Regions from separate parts of the Sus scrofa genome. Here region 2 is linked to region 1. The links are chromatin contacts, called in public HiChIP or PLAC-seq maps. All regions are on one chromosome and are shown on one strand. Each heading gives the region's core, a stretch centred on a gene start, on an enhancer-like site or on the middle of the called end of the contact. The rest is flanking DNA. Distances are from core to core; before and after follow the strand shown. Region 1 holds the start of SBDS (SBDS, ribosome maturation factor). Region 2 holds the start of CRCP (DNA-directed RNA polymerase III subunit RPC9).

Region 1 (6,014 bases), core at 2,227-4,726:
CTCACCTTTGCTGTGCCAGTCTGGGAACCATAGAAAATCTTCACTCCAGACACAAAGACTTCCTTCCTTTCAAGAGAGAGAGAGCCATTGGTCATCAAATTCCGTGATGCATTTTGAACAGTCTTTTCCTGTGAGTTCTTGTCCTTGAAATAAACACAAAATCCATTAAATGTGACTCTTTTCCCAACTTCATTAGGACAGATACTGACCTTGATTTTATTATTATTCTCTTAATCTCTCGACTGTACTCCTTGTGTATTAACCCCTTCATATAATCAGGTTCTTTAAAGGGAGGGCGCACATTTCTTAAGACTATAACGACTGCTGCTCCCTCCAGGATCAAACTACGCATACTTTCATTCATAATACGTTGTAGTGGATCATTAATAGGAACTTATTTTCTGATTCTTAATTAGTGGAAAGAAAAGAGAAGACTATTACCCCTTAAAGGTGCTGAACAGGTTTGTTGCTTTTGCAAAAGTTTAATTTTTCATTCCAAAGTCTTCCTATATCTTAAGAAGACTTACACTGCCCATTCAAGACAAGGTAAACAACTTAGTCTATAAAAACCGACCAAAAAAATATTTCTGCATTAAAAAATACATCTAGAGGGCGTTCCCATCGTGCCGCAGCGGTTAACGAATCCAACTAGGAACCATGAGGTTGCGGGTTCGATTCCTGGCCTTGCTCAGTGGGTTAACAATCCGGCGTTGCCGTGAGCTGTGGTGTAGGTCGCAGATGCAGCCCGGATCCTGCGTTGCTGTGGCTCTGGTGTAGGCCGGTGGCTGCAGCTCCGATTCGACCCCTAGCCTGGGAACCTCCATATGCCGCGGGAGCGGCCCAAGAAATAGCTAAAAAAAAAAAAAGACAAAAAAAAAAAATATGTCTAGAGACCAAACATAAAAGTTCCTTTGAGGAGTTACAGCTGTGGCACGGGGGTTAAGAATCCGACTGCAGCAGCTCTGGTCACAGCAGGGGTGTAGGTTCCATCCCCAGCCCGGTGCCCTGGGTTAAAGGATCCAGCTTTGGTTCATCCCTGGCCCCAGAACTTCCTCATGCTGCAGACGCAGCCAAAAAATAAAAATTCCTTAGCTTTTCTGTACTTTTCTGGAAGCCTTAGAAAAAAATCTGCATTTTGAATTGTCTGTAAAAACCGACACCAAATACTTCCCTGTGAAAAAAAATAAGTCCACTTACCTGCTTCCTGATAACAATCTGGAAACATATCCAAAGGCTAAAGCCAAAGGCTAAGCCCAAATATATGTAAAACCTGTTTATCCATAATGATATCAAAGGCGAGGAGAAGTCCCACGTATCCAAAGGATCTAAATTTAAAATGATACATTAATGTAATTTTATTTAAAGCTACATAAACAAAGATACCCATCCTTATTTTAAAGGGGGAAAAAAACAAAGCAACCTTCATATTCAACAAATCAGCTAAGAAATATATAAAAAGCAACTCTAATAAAAACAACACATTATAGGAGTTCCCGTCCTGGCACAGGAAACGAATCTGACTAAACCATGAGGGTTCCATCCCTGGCCTTGCTCAATGGGTTAGGGATCCGGCGTTACTGTGAGCTGTGGTATGGGTCGCAGACGTGGCTCCGATCTGGCTTTGCCGTGGCTGTGGCATAGGCCGGCAGCTACAACTCTGATTCAACCCCTAGCCTGGGAACCTCCATATGCCACGGGTGAAGCCCTAAAAAAAAAGGCAAAAAAGAAAAAAAAAAAAAAAACAAACAAAAAACAACACATTATGTGGTAACGTGATATAATTCTGACTGTAATGCTAATTCAAAAAATATATAAAATTTTATTTCATTTGGTTATAGCATTCGGAAAAGAATGAACATAAAGTCAAAACACTTTATGTGGAATTATACTAATTAACCAAGTTAATTTTGTTTTGTTATGCTGCTCCATAAGAAAACCCTAAAATAAAACCGAAAGTATTCTTTTTTTAATTTTATTTTTAGAGACCAAGAGCTACTTGCACAAGTAACTGACCTCAAGTCCCACTTTTTAAAGGGAGCTATGGATGGACCTGGCCTTAAATGCTGAACTTGGGGGCAATTTTAAAAGCCGAAATCTAAAATTGGGGGTTTACAGGTGCTACTCCATCCTAGAAAGGACCAAAAGTCCTCAACACCCGTGGGTGAGGGGGAGAGGCGGTTTTTTCTGCCCTTTACATGAGTTTAGGGGCATAGGTCTATACTCATCTCCTAGCCTCAAAAGGCCAAAGCCAGGTCACAAGCAGGGATCAGTCCTCCCTTGTCCTCAGCAACACTGGTCCCAGGGTGAGAAGGTCAACGTATTCCGGGGGAAGGGGCCCGAGGGTCTCAGAAAAACGGCTCTCTCCCTTCCCGCCCCAGGAATCTTGCCCGCTGGGGGCCCTTACCCATTCTTCTTAGAGCCCAAGTCCTGCGGCGCGACTGGAGCCCAGGACAGCGGACCTAACAAACCTAGCGTCCGGCGCGAATACTGGGAAACCGCCAGAACCTCCTTGTAGCATTAGCCGTGTGCCCAGAGCCTGAGAAACTGGGGGCAGCCATGCCATTCGCAGGCCTGTCTGGATTGGCTCAGAGGGGGAAGGGGCGGGCCCAGAGGCGAGCTCCGCTCAGAGCTTGGTGAAAAGAAACCGGAGAGCTCCCGGCCCCGCTCGGATTGGCTCAGAGGGAAAAGGGGGCGGGCCCAGAAAAAACACCGCCCAGAACTTGGTGAGTGTAATCCAGAGCACTCCCGGCCCCGTCGGATTGGCTCAGAAAGGGAAGGAATGGGCCCAGAGAAAAGCCCTGCCCAGGGCTCCGAGAATGGAAACTGGAAAGCTCCTGCACACTCAGGAATCCGCATAGAGGAGGGAACGGACTTTGAGAAAAGCCGAATTAGACAGGAGTGATTTAGGGGAAAAAATGGGGGGTGAGGAGCGTTAAAAGAGACTAAGGGCATAATCAACCGAATGCAATTTGTGATCCCATTTGAATCTCAGTTGAAACACACCAACTGTAAAAAAGGCATTATTTAGGGTAAATTTGATTGTGAGTTGGCTAGGAGGTGTTATTAGGGGATTATGGTTAATCTTGTTAGGTGTATCTGTTGGAAGTTTCACTATTTAAAGCTAAAACCACAAGATGATTTGCTTTAAAATGCTCCAACCAAAAAAAAAAGAGGGAGAATGAAACAAGAAAAGCAAAATATTGATAATTGTTGGAAAGAATGATGGGTACATGGGGGCTCATTACACTTTTCTCTAAGTATTTTGTGTTACAATTTTTATATAAGGTAAAGTTAAGGGGGGCGTGGCCCTGAACTCCCGGAACTATGAGGCACCGGCGTCAGAGTTTCCACCCGGTCCCCAAACATCTCCACCAGCCAATCAGAGCTCTTTGGTTCTTTCGCGAAAGTAAATTACGTCAAGGAAGAGCGCTACTCTTTCCGGCGCCGAATGATGTCGTAAAAGCCACAATGCGCAGGCGTTTTTGCCCCCTCTTCCTCGCGCGGTTCCCGCAACACCTGACGCCTGCGCAATAAGTCAGCTGGGTGTATTGGGGTGGCCCGCGAGGGTGTTAGTCACTGCGTCGCCCAGTCTGCGGGCGTGACTGTGCCGCTCGCCGGGTGGTTACATCGAGGCGCAGGTGGCCTCAGGCCGGCGGCGCGGGTTTACCTTGGTTCGCCGGTCCCAAGGTCGCTGAGTGGCCGCGATGTCGATTTTCACCCCCACCAACCAGATACGCCTGACCAATGTGGCTGTGGTACGGATGAAGCGAGCCGGGAAGCGCTTTGAAATCGCCTGCTACAAAAATAAGGTCGTCGGCTGGCGGAGCGGCGTGTGAGTGACCCTCTCCCTCCGATCCCTGGCGGGAGCTGGAGCTGATAGCCTTGGAGCCCACCTCCCTCTGGTTGTCTAATGAGTTTGCCATGCTGGGGTCTTGTCAGGGAAGGAAGTGGGAAGTTTACTCCTGCTGCTCGCGCTTAGCGTCTAAAGCGAACGTTCTCTTTTTTGTTTTGTTGGTGTGGTTTGGGGTTTGGTTTTTGCTTTTGCTGTAATGTCATAAAAGCTACGGCCAAGAAACCCTTCTAATTGTGGTTCTTTTCTCGGAATGATGATCAAGGCAAAGGTCGTAGTCTTCCAGGTACTTCTATAGTTTGTGCATGTCACAGATCTAAGCCCAGTAATTTAACTAGAGTGCGTAGCATATTCACTGCTGCCATCTAGAGAACGGAATTCCTTGGCGGCAGCCTGACCCCACCCCTCAGTGATTCACGCATATTCCCACGATGTTTTTCCCCAGTGAGTAAATGTGAATACAAATGGAGTTCTCAATTTGGAAAACGTTCCCCGGGCACCAAGGGTCGTTTAGAAGTAGTTGTTTCTTACTATTTGTATCGTTGCCGTCTTGGATTTATATGTGAACGAACTTCCAAGTTGCAAAAGTATTTATTTAGGACTTTCTCTCCTGTTCTCACAAGGGAAAAAGATCTTGATGAAGTTCTACAGACCCACTCAGTGTTTGTAAATGTTTCTAAAGGTCAAGTTGCAAAGAAGGAAGATCTCATCAGTGCATTTGGAACAGATGACCAGACTGAAATCTGTAAGCAGGTGCGTTCTAACCACTGCAGCATAATCGACCCTAATATCCATTTGTGGTGTAAGTACTTAGAGATAGGTTAAACTTTAAAGTATTATTTTTAGCAATTATTTTCTCCTGCTGTATAGCAGTGGAAACTATTTCTAGTCACTTATGATAGAGCATGATAATGTGAGAAAAAAGAATGTATATGTGTATGTGTGACTGGGTCACCTTGCTGTACAGTAGGAAATTAACAGAACACTCTAAACCAGCTATAATGGAAAAAAATAAAAATAATTAATAAAAATAAGTATTATTTTGGGGTTGGTTACTTTTTTTTGTTTTTTTGTCTTTTGAGGGCCCCATCCACACCATATGGAGGTTCTCAGGCTAGGGGTCCAATCGGAGCTGCAGCTGCCAGCCTACACCACAGCAACTTGGGATCTGAGCTGTGTCTTCGACCTACACCACAGCTCACGACAAACACCGTATCCTCAACCCACTGAGTGAGGCCAGGGATCAAACCGCAACCTCATGGTTACTAGTCAGGCTCGTTAACCACTGAGCCACAATGGGAACTCTAAAATAAGTATTATTTTTTGGAATGAACAGTTACCATGAAGTAATTTGGTGTTTACAGCATCATTTTTAGTAATTCAAGACATGGATATTTTTGTCAAAGCTGCCCCAAATTAGATTTCCTACTAAACTGCCTTATTTCATCCATTTATGTATTTTTATTGTAACATAACTGAAAATAAAATTTTAAGTATTTCATCATTTACACCCTTCACTAAGATTACTTTTACCCCTCCCCTCACCTAAATGAGTATGATTTTAGAACAAGATAATCTGGTGCATCCTTTAAGCAAAGCTCAAATTACTGCCAAGTATCAGTATCAGAGAATGAAATTTAATTCTAATTTTAGTTTTAATTTTCTCCCCAGTTATTAATTCCATGGTCAGTTAGCCAATAATGTGAAATAAAGACATTGCTTTCTTGGAGTTCCTGTCTCAGCGCAGTGGAAACAAATCCGACTAGGAACCATGAAGTTGTGGGTTCGATCCCTGGCCTTGCTCAGTGTGCTAAGGATCTGGCGTTGCTGTGAGCTGTGGTGTAGGTTGCAGACGCGGCTTGGATCCCGCGTTGCTGTGGCTCTGGCGTAGGCTGGTGGCTACAGCTCCGATTCGACCCCTAGCCTGGGAACCTCCATATGCCGTGGGAGCGGCCCAAGAAATAGCAACAACCAAAAGACAAAAAAAAAAAAAAAAGATATTAAAAAAATGAAGACATTGCTTTCTTAAACTCGTTGGGGTTTTGGTTTTGTTTTTTTGTTTTTTTGGTTTTTTTTTTAGATTTTGACTAAAGGAGAGGTTCAGGTGTCTGATAAAGAACGACATACACAGCTGGAGCAGATGTTTAGGGACATTGCAACTATT
Region 2 (6,014 bases), core at 1,384-3,883, 460 kb after region 1:
GTAGATACTAGTCAGATTCATTTCTGCTGTCCCACAATGGGAAGTCCCTCAATGAACAATTTAAACTGCAGCACTGTCTTAGGAGCTAGCAAACAAATTACCTTCTTTTCTGTCCTGTTACTGAATTGCTTAAGGACCTCTTAGCTAACTTCTCTAAATCTCAGTATTTCCAGCTATAAAATGAAGGAAATTCTGATATTATCTCAAACAGATTATAGAGAAGAGTCCATTCTCCCTATGTATATTAAGTTCAAGAGTAAAAGAATGGGAGTTCCCTCTGTGGCACAGGGTGTTATTAAGGACCCAGCATTGCAACTGCTGTGGCTTGCTGCTGTGGTGCAGGTTCGATTCCTGGTACTGGAACCTCCATGTGCCACAGGTGAGGCCAAAAAAATTAAAATAAAAGAATGAACAGAAGGAGTTCCCACTGTGCTACAGTGGGTTAAGTATTCAACTGCAGTAGCTTGGGTTTCCACAGAGGTGAAGGTTCAATCTCTGGCCAAGAGCAGCGGGTTAAAGGATCCAGCAGCATTGGAGTTCCCATCGTGGCTCAGTGGTTAACGAATCCGACTAGGAACCATGAGGTTGTGGGTTCGATCCCTGGCCTTGCTTAGTGGGTTAAGGATCCAGCATTGCCGTGAGCTGTGGTGTAGGTTGCAGATGAGGCTCAGATCCTGTGTTGCTGTGGCTGTGGTGTAGGCCAGCGGCTACAGCTCCGATTAGACCCCTAGCCTGGGAACCTCCACATGCCGTGGGAAGCAGCCCTAGAAAAGACAAAAAAGTAATAAAATAAATTAAATAAAATAAAGGATTCAGTGTTGCTGCAGCTGTGGCACAGGTCACAGCTATGGCTTGGGTTCAATTCCTGGGGCAGGAACTTACAAATGACATGAAGCCATAAAAATTTTTCTGTGTTTTTGTCTTTTCTAGGGCTGCACCCACAGCATGTGGAGGTTCCCAGGCTAGGGGTCTAATCAGAGATGTAGCCACCAGCCTAGGCCAGAGTCCCAGCAACTCAGGATCGGAGCCAAGTCTGCCACCTACACCACAGTTCATGGCAACACCGGATCCCTAACCCACTGAGTTAGGCCAGGGATTGAACCCATAACCTCAAGGTTCCTAGTCGGATTCATTAACCACTGAGCCACAACATCAACTTCCTCGGCCATAAAAAAAAAAAAAAAAAAAAAATCAATGAATAGAAAGTGGAGTTCCCATGGTGGCTCAGCATAAACAAACCTAAGATAGAGGATGGCAAAATCAATTTAAGGAGTCAACATTCTATTTTAATAGAAGAGACTACTAGAGTTACTGTATACAACACTGTCTCAGGAAGCTTTCACTTCAGATACATATACGTATTGTGGTTTTTTGGGTTTTTTTGGGTTTTTTTTGTCTTTTTGGCATTTCTTGGGCTGCTCTCACTGCACATGGAGGTTCCCAGGCTAGAGGTTGAATCGGAGCTGTAGCCACCGGCCTATGCCAGAGCCACAGCAATGAGGGATCTGAGCCGCGTCTGCAACGTACACCACAGCTCACGGCAATGCCGGATACTTAACCCACTGAGCAAGGCCAGGGATCGAACCCGCAATCTTATGGTTCCTAGTCGGATTCTTTAACGAGCGCCACGACGGGAACTCCAACTGCGTGTGTGTGTGTGTGTTTAAGTCTGCAAAACAGTACATATAAACGTGAAACATGAAGTAAAAGAACATAAAGGAAAATGTCAGGATTAAACAATCAGAGTTCCTGTCCTAGCTCAGCTGCAATGAACACGAGAAGTATCCATGAGGATGTGGGTTTGATCCCTGGTCTCTAGCCTGATAACTTCCATAAGCCACACCTGTGGCCCTAAAGAGCAAACAAAACATAAACATGTTGCCAAAGAGAACGCAACATAGGTATAAAAATCCACATACAAAGTAGCTGCAAAAACTTCCCTCTGCACGCAGTACAAGGAGCAAACATGGAAAAGCCGATGTGGAGTTACAATTGTTAGAATGGCTTCTACTCCTAGCCCCCCACCCCAACCCCACACGGCTACCTGCTTCTTAACTACTTTGCAGAGCACCTCCTCTGAATCCGGGCTCCCCAGAAGCCCACTGCTCCTAAGCAAAACTCTACTCCAGCATTTCCCCACCTCTCCTCCAGGTACTTCCAGGCCGGACCCAGGGTTTAATAAGTCCCTGCTCTCATACCCAGCTCCCCACCGCGACCTGGCGACGCTGTTGAGTGCGTGAGGGAGGGAACAGACACCTGGCACCCCTAAAGGCAGCCGGGCCAAGTGGCCCTCGCCCCACGTCCTGAGCACGCGGTGGGAGAGGGGGCGAAGGTTCAGAAGGCCGGAGGGAGAGTCCCTTCCTAGCCTCCTGGCCCGCCGCCCTCCCCGCCCGCCCGGACGAGGAATCGCCCCCGGCCCACATCTCCCGGCTCCCAGGAATTAGCCGTCCCCAGCTCTGAGCGTCGCCCTTGAGCCGACGACGCGCCCCGGGCGGCTTACACTTCCATGTCGTCCCCGCCTCGTCGCCTTCGGCCGGACACAGACCCTCACCGCCCATCCGCTGCTCTCGCCGCCCGAGCAAAGCGCCCGGAAACCGACTCCGCGGACCGCGGTGCACGCCGGGATCGCCGCGCTGCATGCCGGGATCCTGGAGGACCCCCGTGGGGCCGGGGGCGTTGCTGGCTCGTCTTCCCGACCCGTCTCTGCGCTCTTGGTCCGACCTCAGGCTGTCAAACGTTTGCAGACGGATTTAGCTCACGTTTTCGTGGTCTAGGGTATATCCAAGTATTAATCCAAAGATGTAATCGGATTCGTAGGCATTTGCAGCGTTAAAATCCCACCCCTTGGATAGTAGCGATGGCAAGGGGCGAGGTGGCCTTGGGCTGCTGGACATGCTCTCTTTCAGGATCTGGACGCCGAGTAGGTGGTGCTTCTGAAAATTCGGTGGGCTGTAGCTTATGTGCACATTTCTGTATGTGTGTTATAATGGAATAAAACGTTCTAAAAGGTGAAAAAAAATCTCAGACTCCCTTCTCCCTGTTCCCATTCTTCACTATTTGTCAGAAAATTATGAAGAGACTTCTTGACAGTCTCTGATCTGGCCTTTCTAAGAATTTGCCCAAATGGAATCATCAGATGCTTGACGAAAGATCAACGTGTAATGATAATTTTGCTGGGAGATAGCCTACATACCCAACAATGGAAAATTGATAAATCGTGTTTCAGCCATACAGTATGCAGTACGATATATGTGGCCCAAGTAATCTTGTAGCATATTTGATATGCTGGGGAAATGCTCAAGACAGATTTTTTTTTTAAGATGGAAAATGATGTGTTGTGACTCTAATAATCTAAAGAAAAATAATGCATAGGGGAAAAAAGACCTCAGGGTAAGGGTGATACAGCCACCTAATCTATGAAATTTTGTGTCTTAAAAAAAAAAAAAAAAAAAAAGAGTTCCTGTTGTGGCTCAGCAGTTAACAAACCCGACTAGCATCTATGAGGACTCAGGCTCTATCCCTGGCCTCACTCAGTGGGTTAAGGATCCAGTGTTGCCATGAGCTGTGGTGTAGGTCACAGACACGGCTCTGGCGTAGGCAGGATGTTACAGCTCCTATTCGACCCCCTAGCCTGGGAACCTCAAATGCTGCAGACACAGCCCTAAAAAGACAAAAAGGAAAAAAAAAAGTGGAAGGCTGATGTCTATTTTCTTCTGAATTTTTAGTATGTTTGAAGTATTTGGAAGGAAATATGCCAAAAATTAAAAATGGCTGGTGTCTTTAGGTGATGAATCAATTGCTAATTTTTCCACTTTTTTATAATTATATCAGTTATCATTTACTAAACACTGTCTCCTTGATAAGCGTTTTGTTATTCCCTGATATTAACAGTTGACAATGCAGGCTTTGCAGGCAGCCTCTGATTCTGTTTATCTCCATCAGTTTATTAGGGGTTGTTTGACCTTGGGAGATTACTTAACCTCTCCTAACCTCAATTCACTAATCTATAAATCATAGGTCCGTTATGTATCTACATAGTAAATGCTCGACGAATATTAGTTACTGTGACAGTACAACCATGTTACTCTATGAGGTAGATTCCTTTGTCACTCAAATTTTACTACTGAAGAGACTGAGGCAGGCTTGTTTTTTGAATTGTACACTTTGAATGGGTGAATTGTATGGTATCTGATGATTTAAATATCAATAAAGCTGTTAAAATATTTTTAATGGATATTTGCCTATGGGGATTGCTTTGGAAGAGAAGTGAGGGGAATTTACACATTCAGAATTTTAATTTTTTTTCAGTTTATGTGTTATTTTTAAACTACGAAAATATTTTTTTATTTTTATTAATTAATTTTTTTTGGTCTTTTGTCTTTTTAGGGCCACGCTTGCGGCATATGGAGGTTCCCAGGCTAGGGGTCCAATCGGAGCTGTAGCCACCGGCCTACGCCACAGCCACAGCAACACCAGATCCAAGCTGCGTCTGTGGCCTACACCACAGCTCATGGCAATGCCAGATCCTTAACCCACTGAGCAAGGCCAGGGATCAAATCCGCAACTTCACGGTTCCTAGTCGGATTGGTTAACCACTGAGCCATGACAGGAACTCCCAAAAATATTTTTTTAAACAACTAATTTTCATTAAGAATCACAGGAGTTCTTGGAATTCCTGCCATGACACAGTGGGTTAAGAACCTGACTGCAGCAGCTCAGGTCGCTGTGAAGGTATGAGTTGCATTCCTGGCTGGGGAAGTGGGTTAAAGGATCTGGTGTTGAAGTTCCCATTTGTGGCTCAGCAGTAACGAACCCCAGTAGTATCCATGAGAGTAGAGGTTCAATCCCTGGCCCTACTTGGTAGGTTAAGGATCCAGCGTTGCTGTGAGCTTCGTTGTAGGTTGAAGACACGGCCCAGATCTTGCGTTGCTGTGGCTGTGGCTATGGCCCGCAGCTGCAGCTCCGATTCAGCCCCTAGCCTGGGAACTTCCACATGCCATGAGCTCGGCCAGATAGATAGATAGATAAAACTGAAAAAAAAAAAATCAACATGTAAATAAAATGCCAACCCAGACCCAGCTGGCCTGATTCAGGTGGAGGGTCCCCTGGACCTCCCTGGAGCAGGGCAGGGCCCTCAAAGAAGTCCTAAAGATGCCCATTGCATTCATTATTCACTCAGCAAACATGCCTGCTGGCCCGTCTGGTGCTGATGATACAAGTGTGAATAATACACATCTCCCGCCCTGCCTGGTTGACAGCCTAGTTGGGGAACCAGCTCTGGACGTCAATAACTACAACGTGCTGTGCTTGGGAGCTGCAGAGAAGAAGCGTGAATGACTAATGAGGTGGAGAAGCGTCCCAAAGCCAGGGCCTTTTGAGATGGGTGCGGGGAGGGACGCACACGGCCAAGGCTTCACAGAAGAGAGGGGGTGCCTCTGAGGGCCCCGTGATAAAATGGCTAAGCTGCACATTCTCCAAGGGACGCTACCCTGAGACTTTGGGGGCCGTATGCTGCCACCCAACCTATCTCATGGAGGCAGCAAAGTAGTCAAGAAAGCTGCCCAGAAGGAGCCTGCACAGTGAAGCGGGGCCAGTCCACAGCCGAAACTCCTGCCTGGCCTGTCCCCACTCAGGGCTACCCTGCAGCGTTCCTAAACTGAAGCTACCTAATGAGTCTCTGTTCTTTGCCACTCAAAACACACAATTCCAGAAAATGGCTTTTTTTCCCTTAACAGCAGGCATTTTTTAGGCAGAGGTATTAAATATTTACAAAGGGTCAGAGCATGAGCAAAGCCGGTATGTCCTCCAAGTGGAAATGTCCTGTTGAACAGTGAACCTCCTCCTCCTCCTCCTCCTCCTCCTCCTCCTCCTCCTCCTCCCCTCCCCTCCCCTTCTTTCCCCCCACCCTCAGAGCCTAGAAGGAAATTGGCAGATAGAGCCTTTGAAGGTATAAACAGAGATTCAAATCTTTAGTCACCCAGGGAGTTCCCTTGTGGCACAGTGGGCTAAAGATC

Evidence for each region. HiChIP or PLAC-seq counts read pairs in DNA pulled down with a chosen protein or histone mark.
Region 2: a contact with region 1 is called in an H3K27ac HiChIP or PLAC-seq map of skeletal muscle, with 5 times the contacts expected there. The contact joins the promoter of CRCP here to the promoter of SBDS in region 1. A contact is called at or near these places in 2 of 5 promoter capture datasets (fetal liver and liver), 1 of 47 Hi-C or Micro-C datasets (heart right ventricle) and 2 of 2 datasets of contacts at active chromatin or transcription factors (alveolar macrophages and skeletal muscle).

Annotation. Positions count from the first base shown.
Region 1 is chr3:16,158,048-16,164,061 of Sscrofa11.1, forward strand. It overlaps SBDS (SBDS, ribosome maturation factor), which reads left to right and starts at 3,477. Exons shown (of 5, transcript NM_001244393.1): 1 at 3,477-3,832; 2 at 4,474-4,603; 3 at 5,931-6,014. The coding sequence starts at 3,705. TYW1 (S-adenosyl-L-methionine-dependent tRNA 4-demethylwyosine synthase) reads right to left here and starts at 2,605. Exons shown (of 16, transcript XM_021086357.1): 1 at 2,405-2,605; 2 at 1,198-1,325; 3 at 6-143. The coding sequence starts at 2,408.
Region 2 is chr3:16,619,284-16,625,297 of Sscrofa11.1, forward strand. It overlaps CRCP (DNA-directed RNA polymerase III subunit RPC9), which reads right to left and starts at 2,634. Exons shown (of 7, transcript XR_002342338.1): 1 at 2,501-2,634.